2 separate regions of the Rattus norvegicus genome follow, and region 2 is linked to region 1. The links are chromatin contacts, called in public Hi-C maps. All regions are on one chromosome and are shown on one strand. Each heading gives the region's core, a stretch centred on a gene start, on an enhancer-like site or on the middle of the called end of the contact. The rest is flanking DNA. Distances are from core to core; before and after follow the strand shown. Region 1 holds the start of Mad2l1 (mitotic arrest deficient 2 like 1). Region 2 holds the start of Gadd45a (growth arrest and DNA-damage-inducible, alpha).

The links. Hi-C and Micro-C count contacts between places; a contact is called where the count stands out from the background.
Region 2: a contact with region 1 is called in a Hi-C map of mammary epithelial cells, with 2.1 times the contacts expected there. The contact joins the promoter of Gadd45a here to the promoter of Mad2l1 in region 1. A contact is called at or near these places in 4 of 12 Hi-C or Micro-C datasets (the A7r5 cell line, the Rat2 cell line, Schwann cells and 1 more) and 1 of 1 datasets of contacts at active chromatin or transcription factors (oligodendrocytes).

Annotation. Positions count from the first base shown.
Region 1 is chr4:97,232,955-97,238,773 of GRCr8, reverse strand. Mad2l1 (mitotic arrest deficient 2 like 1) reads right to left here and starts at 2,265. Exons shown (of 6, transcript NM_001106594.1): 1 at 2,079-2,265; 2 at 1,588-1,734. The coding sequence starts at 2,151.
Region 2 is chr4:97,484,058-97,490,060 of GRCr8, reverse strand. Gadd45a (growth arrest and DNA-damage-inducible, alpha) reads left to right here and starts at 3,262. Exons shown (of 4, transcript NM_024127.2): 1 at 3,262-3,455; 2 at 3,545-3,646; 3 at 3,751-3,988; 4 at 4,886-5,564. The coding sequence starts at 3,412. The coding sequence ends at 4,999. It overlaps LOC100912188 (a long non-coding RNA gene), which reads right to left and starts at 3,870. Exons shown (of 6, transcript XR_010066176.1): 1 at 3,732-3,870.

The sequences.
Region 1 (5,819 bases), core at 1,016-3,515:
ACTCTCTAACCTATGGCAGGGACTCACACAAGGCAGCTCTTACACTCTAAGCTATGGCAGAGACACACACAAGACAGCTCTTACTCTCTAAGCTATGGCAGACACTCCCACAAGGCAGCTCTTACTCTCTAAGCTATGGCAGAGACTCACACAAGGCAGCTCTTACTCTCTAACCTATGGCAGAGACGCTCTGCTCAAGACCCACTTTCCCGCCTACAAAATCCTCACAGTGGTATTTTGCCTTCCTTTCATACACAAGGAAGAAAATTCTTCACTAACAATTTAATCAAGTTTTAAATTCTCCACATTACTAGTAGGTGGAAGCCAGTGCATCACGGAGCCGTGAACTTGTACTTCACTGCGATTCACAGAAAGAACATAGGACATAGGCTTTAATCTAACCACTGCCAGTCACATCTGTGGTGGCTGGTCAGAACAGAGCGATAGTATAAGAGCACAAGAAAAATCTCACTACTCTGGTAGGTGAGGGAAGGATTTGTTTTTACATTAAATGTACAAAGGAGAGGCAAATACAGGCTTTAAATGGCAAGGGCGTGCATATGTATCTATGTATGTATGTATATGTATGCAGACTATTGCAAAGTACATGCTTTTTAATAAAGTCAATTAATTACAGAATTATGAAAAATCAAGATGCTACACAAAATCTTAAGTGTTAAATTAATGAAACTATACTTTTAAGAATTAGGAAAGCCACAACTGTGTTTTAAGCAGCATGACCAATTAGCCTTGTGTTTTTAAACTATCATCCTTGGTAGTAAGTGAACTGAAGGGGATTAAAAGAGGATCGATCCAGACACCAGAATTCAAAGCAGATCTTATGCTTAAAAACCCTACCTCTTTTGCCTGTGAATTCATACCCAACTTGCACAAGTGTTGATGGATACTCTATTATGGATACGAATTGCAAGGAATGTTTAAAAGTATGGCCTTAAGCTGGGCACGGTGGCAAATGCCTTTTAGTCCCAGAACTCGGAGGGGGTAGACCCAGGCTGATCTTTCTGAGTTCAATCTGGTCTACATCGCAAGTTCAAGGACAGCCAGAGCTATAGAGACCTATCTCAAAAGCAAAACAAAACAAAACGGCCTTAAAGAGAGTTGTTAAGTTAACCATGTTCAGGTGGTCACCAAAAGGCCATTTTAATGCTGAAGTTAACAAAAAGGCAACAAATACTATAATGAAAACAATTAAAACAAACCAACCACCCATACACATAAAACTCAAAGGGGAAAAAAGGGTAGTTGCAATGCTTTTAGAATTGGTATTTTGTAAGATTACATTGGGAGATACAGAGCAAAACACAGAAAGATGAGATCATTTTAATTGGGTAAAATTTCCAATTTGTTGCACCTGGTTAACCTATAAAACCCATTTCTAAAGCAGCTTTTCTAAGATGCCTAACATCAAGACATTCAGCCTACTTAAAAAACAGAAGAGGTGGAAATTCCCTCCATCACTTGCTTTCTCCCAATTCAGAATCACATTTGAGAAGGCCTGTTGCTTTAAGCTACTTGGGACACTTACAAATGCAAACTTGTAAGGTGTAAAACTCAAAACGTGATTACCTTTTAGCTGCTCTACCACATTATTGAGATACTTTATGAGCTCGGGGTCAGTAGTTACAAGCAAGGTGAGTCCATATTTCTGCACTCGAGTAAAGGTTTCCGACGGATAAATGCCACGCTGATACAAAATGCTGTTGATGCCAAATGCTGAAAGCGAAAGAAATAAAGCCATAAACATGTATTAACGTTTTAAACTCTTCCAGAAATCAGAGTAGGGACAAAACAACACGGAAAACCTTTAACCCAGCAATGTCGAATTTCACCGGGTCGCTAAATGTAAACACAGAGTATGTGGTTCAGATGTCAACGCAGACCACCAGCTTTCAAAGAGCGAGTGAGATGATGCCCCAGGCCAGCCCCGTTTCATTCCAGGAGGCACAGGCCTGCGTTCCCCGCCCCCGGGAGGATCCGGTGGTTCCGCTCTAGCACACGTCCTAAGGCCCGGCCCAGGCAGCTTATCTTTGGCTGCAGGGTCCGCGCTCAGCACTCACAAAAAAACTCGGCGACGATTTCTGCGCTCCCACGCAGGGTGATGCCTTGGTCCCGGGCGAGCTGCTGTGCCATCACTAGATCGAACGGAGAACACTGTCAACCCCTCCGTAGATGGCGCCCTAATGGCTCCTCTAGCTATTCCCCGCCACCCGGTTCAAAAGTAACTACGAATCCCGCCGGTCGCTCTGTGCGCAGGCGCAACGAGCCTTAAACCCCACCTACGTCGCCAGTTTCCGGCCCCAACCCTGTCTTTTAACTCGGAATCCCTTCCTGAGCCCGCCTCATGCTTCCGGTTTTTTCTAAGCCCCTCCCACATTAGGGAACCGGGTCTCTTTTCAACATTTCGCTCCATAACGCTACTTCCGCCGTAAGCCCAGTTGCACCGCAGATGAGCTGACCCTAAGTCCCGCCCAAAGCGACTTGTATCCGGCCCTGGCTCCACCCTCTCTGGCAGACCGAATGCGCAGGCGTAGAGTGGTTCGGGCGTATGGTTCCAGTTCCTGGTACCCAGGAGGGTCCTTAGTGGGCGGGACCTCTGATAAGGTGGCCTAGAAGAGGATCTGAGATGGTAGTGGGGTTACCTACCTGCCACACCCGTGGTCTGAGCATCCCTGAAGCACAGGCTCAGCTTTGAGCATAGTTTCAAGTCTGGGAGAGCCTAATTTTTTTTTTTGTTTGTTTTGTGTGTGTGTGTGTGTGTGTGTGTGTGTGTGTGTGTGTGTGTGTGTGTAAATGCAACTTTTCTGGAGAAATAAGATGAGGGGAACTAGGTCGAACAGAAGCTTAGTGAGTAAAGATGCTTGTCACCAAGTCTGCAACATGTCTGGAGGAGAGAGGCAAGGCACATGCACACACACACACACACACACACACACGCGCGCGCGCGCGCGCGCGCGCGCGCATGCACATACACAAACACACAGACACACACTGTAATAATCATTTAGAAATGTCTTTAGTTTTCTATTACTACATACATTTTATAAGTTCACATCAGATTTAAATGATAGGGCTTCTTGATTTCCTTTCTTTGCAATTAGCCTGCTTTTAAGTCTTTTAGTCATATGTTTCTTTTTGAGTATTTAAGGCCTATACCTGAGCATATAAGATTATACATGAGATTCATGTGACAGTTTTTATATTGTACAGTGTATTGGGTCCAGGAGATAGCACATCTTCCAAGTATCCTAAATGCTTCTAATGCTGGTACTCAGACTGCATTTTGAAACCAGTTGACTATTAGAAATACTGTAATGTGCAGGTTTAAGAAGTTTAGAGCCTGAATTAAATAGATGCCAGGGAGGTTGTATAAGGGATACATCAGAGAAAGAAATTGTGACATACGAGGAAGAATGAAATGGTGGCATAGATAAAACTGAGGTACCAAGCTCTTTCTTCCCAAGTGTGTTTGGACTTAATCTAATTTATCACAGTAACATAAAAAAATCTGGAATCTTCGATGGTCTTACCTATTAACTTTTGGCCACTTGGTTTAACATTACCTCCCTCCCCTTTTATCAAAAGCAATACTATAAAATACTTGAAAACTCAGTTTCTCGAATTTACTTTGCCTCACAATTTTGTAAACTCTTGCTATGCATTGTTTAGGGAAAGAATGTTTGAACAGGGAAGAATAGAAATTGAGCCTTTTTTCTAAAGAGAGTTCAAGCAATACAAGCCAATATTTTATTAATAAAACAATAAATATAAAGAGTATGTGATGAATAATTAGGCTTCTATTTCATACTAGGGTATTAAAAACAAGTGTTTTTCCCCCTAAGTCTAGAAGTACAGAAAGTTTGAGGCTGAAGACTCAATCAAACAATATTATAATAGGTCTAGAGTGCTTACAGAGTCAGTTCAAGATCCAGTTTCTAGTTAGTGGCAGATTTATCAGAGAACTTAGACTGCCTAGCTTAGTCTCCTTTTATAGCACATTTATTTGAAAAAAATGCCAGTGAGCTTTCTTATTGTTGTGGTTATTTTTGAGAAAAAATTTGCTTGATTTGGGCTAAGAGCACTTACTTATTAACTAATAGTGCACATAACTTGTCAAAAAATTTCAGTAATAAGCCATAAAGAATTTTGTGTAGGTAATACAAGTAATTCAAGTTACCAGAAGAGGGCAGTGTTTAACCATACAATAAAACCTTTGAAAAACAATGCAAATGAAGGCTTCAGGGCCACCTAGCGTCAAGGAAAAAGACTAAGTTAATAGTTCTCTAGGCATTTGTGTGTGGGCAGTGAACCCCAGAATGAAATACTGAATCATAATATACCGCGGAATTTACATTCTCTTTAGTATTTAATGTATGTGCATCACACATATTAGAAATATATGTAAATGAGGTTCTTGAAACTAAGCTGTTTATTTAAACTCTCAGAGAACTGGAGATAATGTATCATATTTTTGTGCAATTTTCATCTGCCAATTTTTTTAAAGTAGTTTTTTATAGAAAATACTAGGGATCTTATTATATGGATTTGAAGTATATTTTTTAAATTAATTCTTTTTTGTCACAAACCTTTGTGTTACTTGGTTTCTTTTTTGTATTGTTCTTAAAGTAGGCTTTTATGTATCCCATGCTGGCCCCAAGTTTTTTATGTAGCCAAAGATGGCCAGTATTTCTTATCTTCTTGCTGCACCAGTGGAATGCTAGAATCACAGGTGTTTATCACCCTGCCAAATTTATTCAGTGCTGGGAATTGCAACCAGGACTTTTTTTTTTTTTAAAAAAGATTTATTTATTATATGTAAGTACACTGTCTCTGTCTTCAGACACACCAAAAGAGGGCACCAGATTTCATTACAGATGGTTGTGAGCCCCCATGTGGTTGCTGGGATTTGAACTCAGGACCTCTGGAAGAACAGTCAGGGCTCTTAACCACTGAGCCATCTCCCCAGCCCGCAGCCAGGACTTCTTACAAGCACTCTACCAACTGAGCTACCTTCTAACACCAGAGTTTCATTTTACATAGCGTACTTCTCATTTCGTGTGAAGAACAAGAATTAAATCAGTCGTTTTCTGTTCTGATTACTTTGGGCTCCCTCACTATGTGTAATGGATACACATATATTACATCTTTTTAATGATTAAATTGTAGAGTGTAAATCTCTTAAAGTCCTATTCTCCTTCCTAAGAATTCCTTGATGTTGGGCTCATGGCTTCAACAAGAAAACATATGTTTTAATGATGACATTTAATTAATTTGTAGTGGCTTTAAAGATTTTATTTTATTATTATTTATGTGTGTTTGTGGGTTTATGCATGTGAGTGAAGTGTCTGTGTAGGCCAGAAGACAGTGTCATATTCTTTGGAACTGGAGTTACAGGCTATGGTGAGCCACAGGCCTTGGGTGCTGGGAACCAGACTCAGGCTTTCTGCAAGAGCAGCTAGCACTGGTCACTGCCAAGCCATCCCTCCAGACTAGCAATGGCTTTGAAAAGTCAACATTTCATACTGGTACAGTTTATAATTTTAATGATCTAGTTGTATACATGGTTATTTTTAAGTAAAAATTAATTACCAAACATTATTGAAAACGAATGTAAATTTCTACAATAAAATTAGCATATTATCAGAATACATTACCATGTTTTGTTATCTGTTATTCATATGACATTTAGTGCAATTTTATCATGTTGGCGATAATTACATTGCATTTTTTATATTTATTTATTTTGTGGGGTGAGAGGCTGTATGCAAGTGTGGAGGTCAGAGGGCAATTTGTAGGAGTCA
Region 2 (6,003 bases), core at 2,013-4,512, 250 kb before region 1:
CAGTGCATGGCTCTACTATCCCACAGCTTCCATTCAGGGGCTTTCAGCTTAGCTAGCTGATGACAGTGAATACCATTTTGTCCTAAAATCCAGTTGAAACATATGTATGATGGCGATTCTTGGTTGTCAACTACACTACATCTGGAATTATCTAAAATTCAAAAACATAGCACTCAAGTGAAGAAATTCTTTGCTTAATTTGAAATAGGAAGATCCACTTCTAATCCAGATCTTAAGGCAGGAAGACACGCTCCTTTAATCTGGATCTTGAGGTGACAAGACAAGGTGGGGAAGATATACCTTCAATCTGGGCCACACCTTGTGTTGGAAGCTTATACATGGAAAAAGGAAGTGTTTGCTCATTGCCTGCTCGCTCTAGCCTTGCTTGCAAGTCTATTCCTTCACTGCCATTAGAGCCTACTTCATTGGGATTTCAGCACATACAGAAGACCAGCTGAGACATCTGGCCTCATGGGCTGAACAACTTCTAGATTCTTGGACTTTGTTCATAGCCAGCCATTGTTGGATTAGTTGGACTGTAGACTGCATGTAAGTCAACTAAATCCCCTTCATATGTGTGTGCGTGTGTGTGTGTGTGTGTGTGTGTGTGTGTGTGTGTGTGTGTGTATTCATTGTATATGTTCCACTAGTCTAAGGAACCTTGACTAATACAATGGATATACCAATTAGATCACGAGGTTTTTGTAGAGAAAGGACAAGAAATTGTTTAGGGCTTGTATTTTTTTTTTTTTTTGAAGTGATGTCAAAGGTGAGTTTTCTGAGAATTCATGCATAGGACTGTAGGATCACGAGGTGCTGATTAATTCTCAGATTATTTTCAACTCATGACACCCACTGTACTACTGAATGTAGGACTTGTTGAGGACACCAAGCTGATGAAGTCATAGTCTTTGCTGTCACATGATCCTCTAAATCTTTGTCAGCTTGCATCCTTCCAGAGAACTTCTAAGAAATGTCTAATGGGTAGAATCCCAGAGTTCTAGGGAACACAGTTTATTAGTCTTCAAATGATGACTTGGATCAGTTTGTGTAATGTTGGTTTTATGAAGCTGAAAATGTTTAAGTGACAGTTACCTGTCTTGCTCCTGGAACAAAATACCTGGTGGAAGCAACTTAAGAAAGGAAGGGTTTATTCCTCGGTACTCCATCATGGGAAGGCTTGACAGTCAGAGCTGGAAGTGGCTGGTCACATGGCGTCCTCAGTCAGGAATGAACCAAAATGCCCATGCTTAGCTAGTTTGCCTTTTCACATGCAGTGAAGACTCCAAGCCCATGGAATGGTTTTATCCATCATAGTGGGTCTTCCCATCTTAGCTAACCTAATCTAGATGGTCCATTACACAATGTCCAGAGGCTTGTTTTAGTGATAATTCTAAATACCCACAATCGAAGCCTAACGAAATATTGAAATTTCGTCCCTGTTGCTGTTTTGCAGCAGATCAAATCCTGGGCCTGAGCCTGGAACATGCTAGGCAACTGCTCTGCCATTGAGGAAGAATCCCAGGCCCAATCCCAATGTTGGGGAATAAATATTCATATTCATTCTCTCTCTCTCTCTCTCTCTCTCTCTCTCTCTCTCTCTCTCTCTCTCTCTCTCTCTCTCTCTCTCTGAGTGCTCTAACTGCATGTATGCTTGCATGCCAGAAGGGGGCATTCGATGCCATTATAGATGGTTGTGAGTCACATTGTAGTTGCTGGGAATTGAACTCAGGACCTAAGGAAGGACAGCCAGTGTGCTTAATCACTGAGTCATCTCCCCTGCCCTGAGGAATTCCTTAACAAGCATAGCTCATGTAAAGATTTAAGGCATAAGTATGAGGTACACAAGCATGCTGACGCTTGTTCCTTTACTCAGATATTGTCTCTTGGGGACATAGCACTTAGGGATTAAAAGGAAAGTTGTCTCCAATAAGTGAACTAGAAAAATCAACCTATCAATTTTCCATTAAGATTAAGAGAATTGGAAAATATTTTGTCCACAAGAATAAACACTTAAGGATGCAAAAGTCACATGTACTTCTGCAAAATTTACCTCTCTAACTGCCCAGTGACCTCAATATAAGCACTGTTAGGAATGCAAACCATTTCACCATTTCACCATTTCACCACTCTTGGTGACTAGTAGGTTCAGGCAATGTTTTCGTATTTATTGAATAAGCTCACAAAAAAAGGGGGTTTTGAACTATGCAGTAAAAGTTTACATTAAAAATTGTTTTTAATTTGTAACTCCTGCTTACAGTTATAAAGGTTTGCCTTCTACCTACAAGTTGCTATGTCTCAAAGGTGAAATTTTAGCACATGGCTAAAATGAACTATAGTTACAGCTTCATGATTCAGAGTGAGATCATAGGCAACAGAAGGCAGTGTCATACTCTGTGATGGGAAGTCTAGGGGGCATCATGAGCATCTCGAATTTAGACTGTGGTTACTCTGAATATCACAGAATTTGTCTCTTAGCTCTTACTTGATTAGAAGGAGCCTTCTTCAGGAAAGGTTTTAAGAACGGTGAGCTTGGCTCGTTAGACATGTGATCACCAGCTTACAAGGAGTGGGGCAGAAATTTCACCAGCTTTTTGTGGAAAAGATTCCAACTCGGTACTGTGCCATCACTACACACAAATGTGCTTTTTTTTTCCTCCCTGGAGTTTCAAATTCTCACAACCAACCAAAACCAAATCAAACCAGCCATCAGGGCACCAAAAGAATACTACTGGGAATAAGCAGCTTAACCTGTAACTTGCATATAAACACTCTGAAGCAAGCTTTGCCTGGTACGTCTGAACACTTAAAAATATGCTTACTAATAACAACTAGACTAGAGTGCATTAACCCCTGGAAATAAATTTTAAAAAGCAGTCCCTTAACACAAAAGAACACGAAACGACAATCAAAAGATGTCCACAACCAGAGAAACAATTGGCAGGCTGTTTCAGTCAGAGCTGAGGACACTTGAACCACTCCAAAAGCCCTCTGCACCAGATGGCTTCACAAACTGTCTAGAGCTGGCTCCGGACCCCACCAACCGGCTTTCTGCACCACCTTCGTGCCAGGGGCTCCCTCCCGCATAGCTCCGCCCCCTTCCGCTCAACTCTGCCTAGCTTGGTGGAGCTAGCGTCAGAGTGTCAAAGTCTGCTAATTTGCATGACCCAATGACCTGGCTGCATGTAAATGAGGCTAGCCGTGGTTGGCTGAGGGCTAGCCCCATATCTCCGGATCGGACCCTTTGTCCTCCAGTGGCCCCGAGGCAGCTGTGCAGTGTTCCCCAGCGAGGCTAAGCAAGAAGCCGGCGAGAGCAGAGACGCGAGGGTGGGAGCCAGCGCAGAGCCGGCGCCGGGCACTGTGGGGGCCAGGAGCAGCCCGCGCGCCGCGTGAGGGACTCGCACTTGCAATATGACTTTGGAGGAATTCTCGGCCGCAGAGCAGAAGATCGAAAGGTAAGTGTGCCTGCGGACTCGGTGGCCGCCACCCCTACGGCTTCGCGGCCCGGAACCCTACTGACCCGCTCTCGCCCTGCGATCTGCAGGATGGACACGGTGGGCGATGCCCTGGAGGAAGTGCTCAGCAAGGCTCGGAGTCAGCGCACCATAACTGTCGGCGTGTACGAGGCAGCCAAGCTGCTCAACGTGTAAGTGGCCCCGGCCACCCGCGCCCCCCGCCTCCCGCTTACCCACCCGCTTCTACCCCGCGCTCCCCGGAGCTTGTACACTCACCGTTGCCCACTGTCTGTAGAGACCCGGACAACGTGGTCCTGTGCCTGCTGGCTGCGGATGAAGATGACGACCGGGACGTGGCTCTGCAGATCCATTTCACCCTCATTCGTGCTTTCTGTTGCGAGAACGACATCAACATCCTGCGGGTCAGCAACCCGGGTCGGCTGGCAGAGCTGTTGCTACTGGAGAACGACAAGAGCCCCGCTGAGAGCGGGGGCGCTGCGCAGACCCCGGACTTACACTGTGTGCTGGTGACGGTAAGAGACCAGGGGCTGCAGCTCAGAATCTGCTGGGGTGGACCTTGTCCGAGCTGGACGCTGATCTCGCGGGGGTTCTGATACTGTGAGGAGCGTGTCTAAGCTCATGGGTGGCCTCCAGCGGCGGATGATATCAGTGAGTCAGCAGGCTACCCAGCTACCCCTGCCTACCTCTGCACTAGCTCGTGTGACTAATTCTTTGAGCAGAACAGATTAGATAAAGCCACATTAAGTTCCCGGTTCACCCTTCGTTAAGAAGTCAGCTTCATTCTTCATTTGCTGTCAAAGCTAAAGATAGAAGTCGTGTAGGAGACAGACCTTATTAACTCCCTGGATATAGATACTCTGTGAAGTGTACGGAGTGGAATTCTTTTCTTTGCTGCTCTTGAGTTTGTTTAAACGAGCCCTCTCCACCCTCCTCCCCACCGCTTAAAAATGTGTGGTGGGTGGATAGTGTTTTCAGAAAGAAATGTGCTGCTGTCTCGGTCTTCTGGTTTTTTGTTTTTGTACTCTTTTGACTTGTGTAGGGAAGTGGTAGCCTGATTATTTGTGCTGCCAGTGAAAAGTGCTATTCATTGTCAGGAAAGATAAAAGAGTTCAGCTGCCCTCCCTGCAGCTCTCACGGTGCACACAGCCTGAGAATGTTTTTCAGAAGTATTTTACTTATGACTCCACCAGGGTACGTGCTTGGAAGGGCAGTCTTGAGAATGATAACTTCATGAAGAGTGGGGTAGTTAATATGCAAAACTGTGTGGCTCAGTGTGCATTACAGGTGTTTAGACTTGGCCAAACGCTGTTTGGCAGAATGTTTGGGGTTTGGCCCTTTCAAAAGTAGTACAGCTAGTAGCATACGCTGATCATATTATGGGGAAGTAATTTTTCTAAATCTGTTCTCAGAACCCACATTCATCACAATGGAAGGATCCTGCCTTAAGTCAACTTATTTGTTTTTGCCGGGAAAGTCGCTACATGGATCAGTGGGTGCCAGTGATTAATCTCCCCGAACGGTGATTCCCCGAACGGTGATGGCATCTGAATGGAAATAACTGAACCAAATTGCACTGAAGTTTTGAAATACCTTTGTAGTTACTCAAGCAGTCACTCCCCACGCTGATGCAAGGATTACAGAAACTGATGTCAAGGGGCTGAGTTCAACTACAGGAGGGCTAGGAGATGACTTTGCAGAAGGAGAGAGAGGTGAGACTGAAGGAGGAAGCTGTGTGGAAACAGAAATCCAAGTCAAAAGGGACAAAAAAACTACAAAGAACTGTGCAAGAAAGAAAACTATTAATTTAGGATGGCCGGGTTACAGTAAAGTAAACCAAATATTGCTTTGTTGAAACTTTAAATGTGTAGCAATATTTTGGGTATTTTTTTTGGTCTTCATGCCCTCAAATAAAAGAAAAGTGAAAAGGGTTAATCATATTTTCAAGCCACAGTTTAATGTATTTTGATGAGATGTTAAATTCTCAGAAGTTTTATTATAAATCGTACTAAGTTATTTTATGATGTGAAAGGTTATTTATGATAAAACGTTTTTGAAGCACATTATCTAAAATAAACTGGTATGGAATAACTGTGTCGTTTCTCAATGTGTGGTATGTGTTTTCCAACATGGACTCTTATCAGACTTTGTATTGAAACTTTGCTTTAAAGCCACCAGGCAGAAAGATGGGTGATGGTAGAGGGTTTGGGTAAGGGCAAAGGGAATATGGAGAAAGAGTCACCTTGCAAAGTCTGAATTACAATGAATTATTAAAATGCTATAATTAATTGCATGCAAAACATAGAAGCAGAGAGGAGGGTTACCAAAGCTGCTTGAAGATAAGTGAAGCTTTTACTGAGGGGAAAAAAATCATCTTATTGGAGGCTTAAGAAATGAGCTTAGTTTCTCTAGGTAGAGACAGGGAAAGGGTATTGCTAACAGCTACAAAAGTTTGTGCAATGGTGCAGGCATGAAAGATCAGAGCCCGCAGAGAGACCTGCAAGGGTGACGCTGCGTGCCTCTGGTGTAG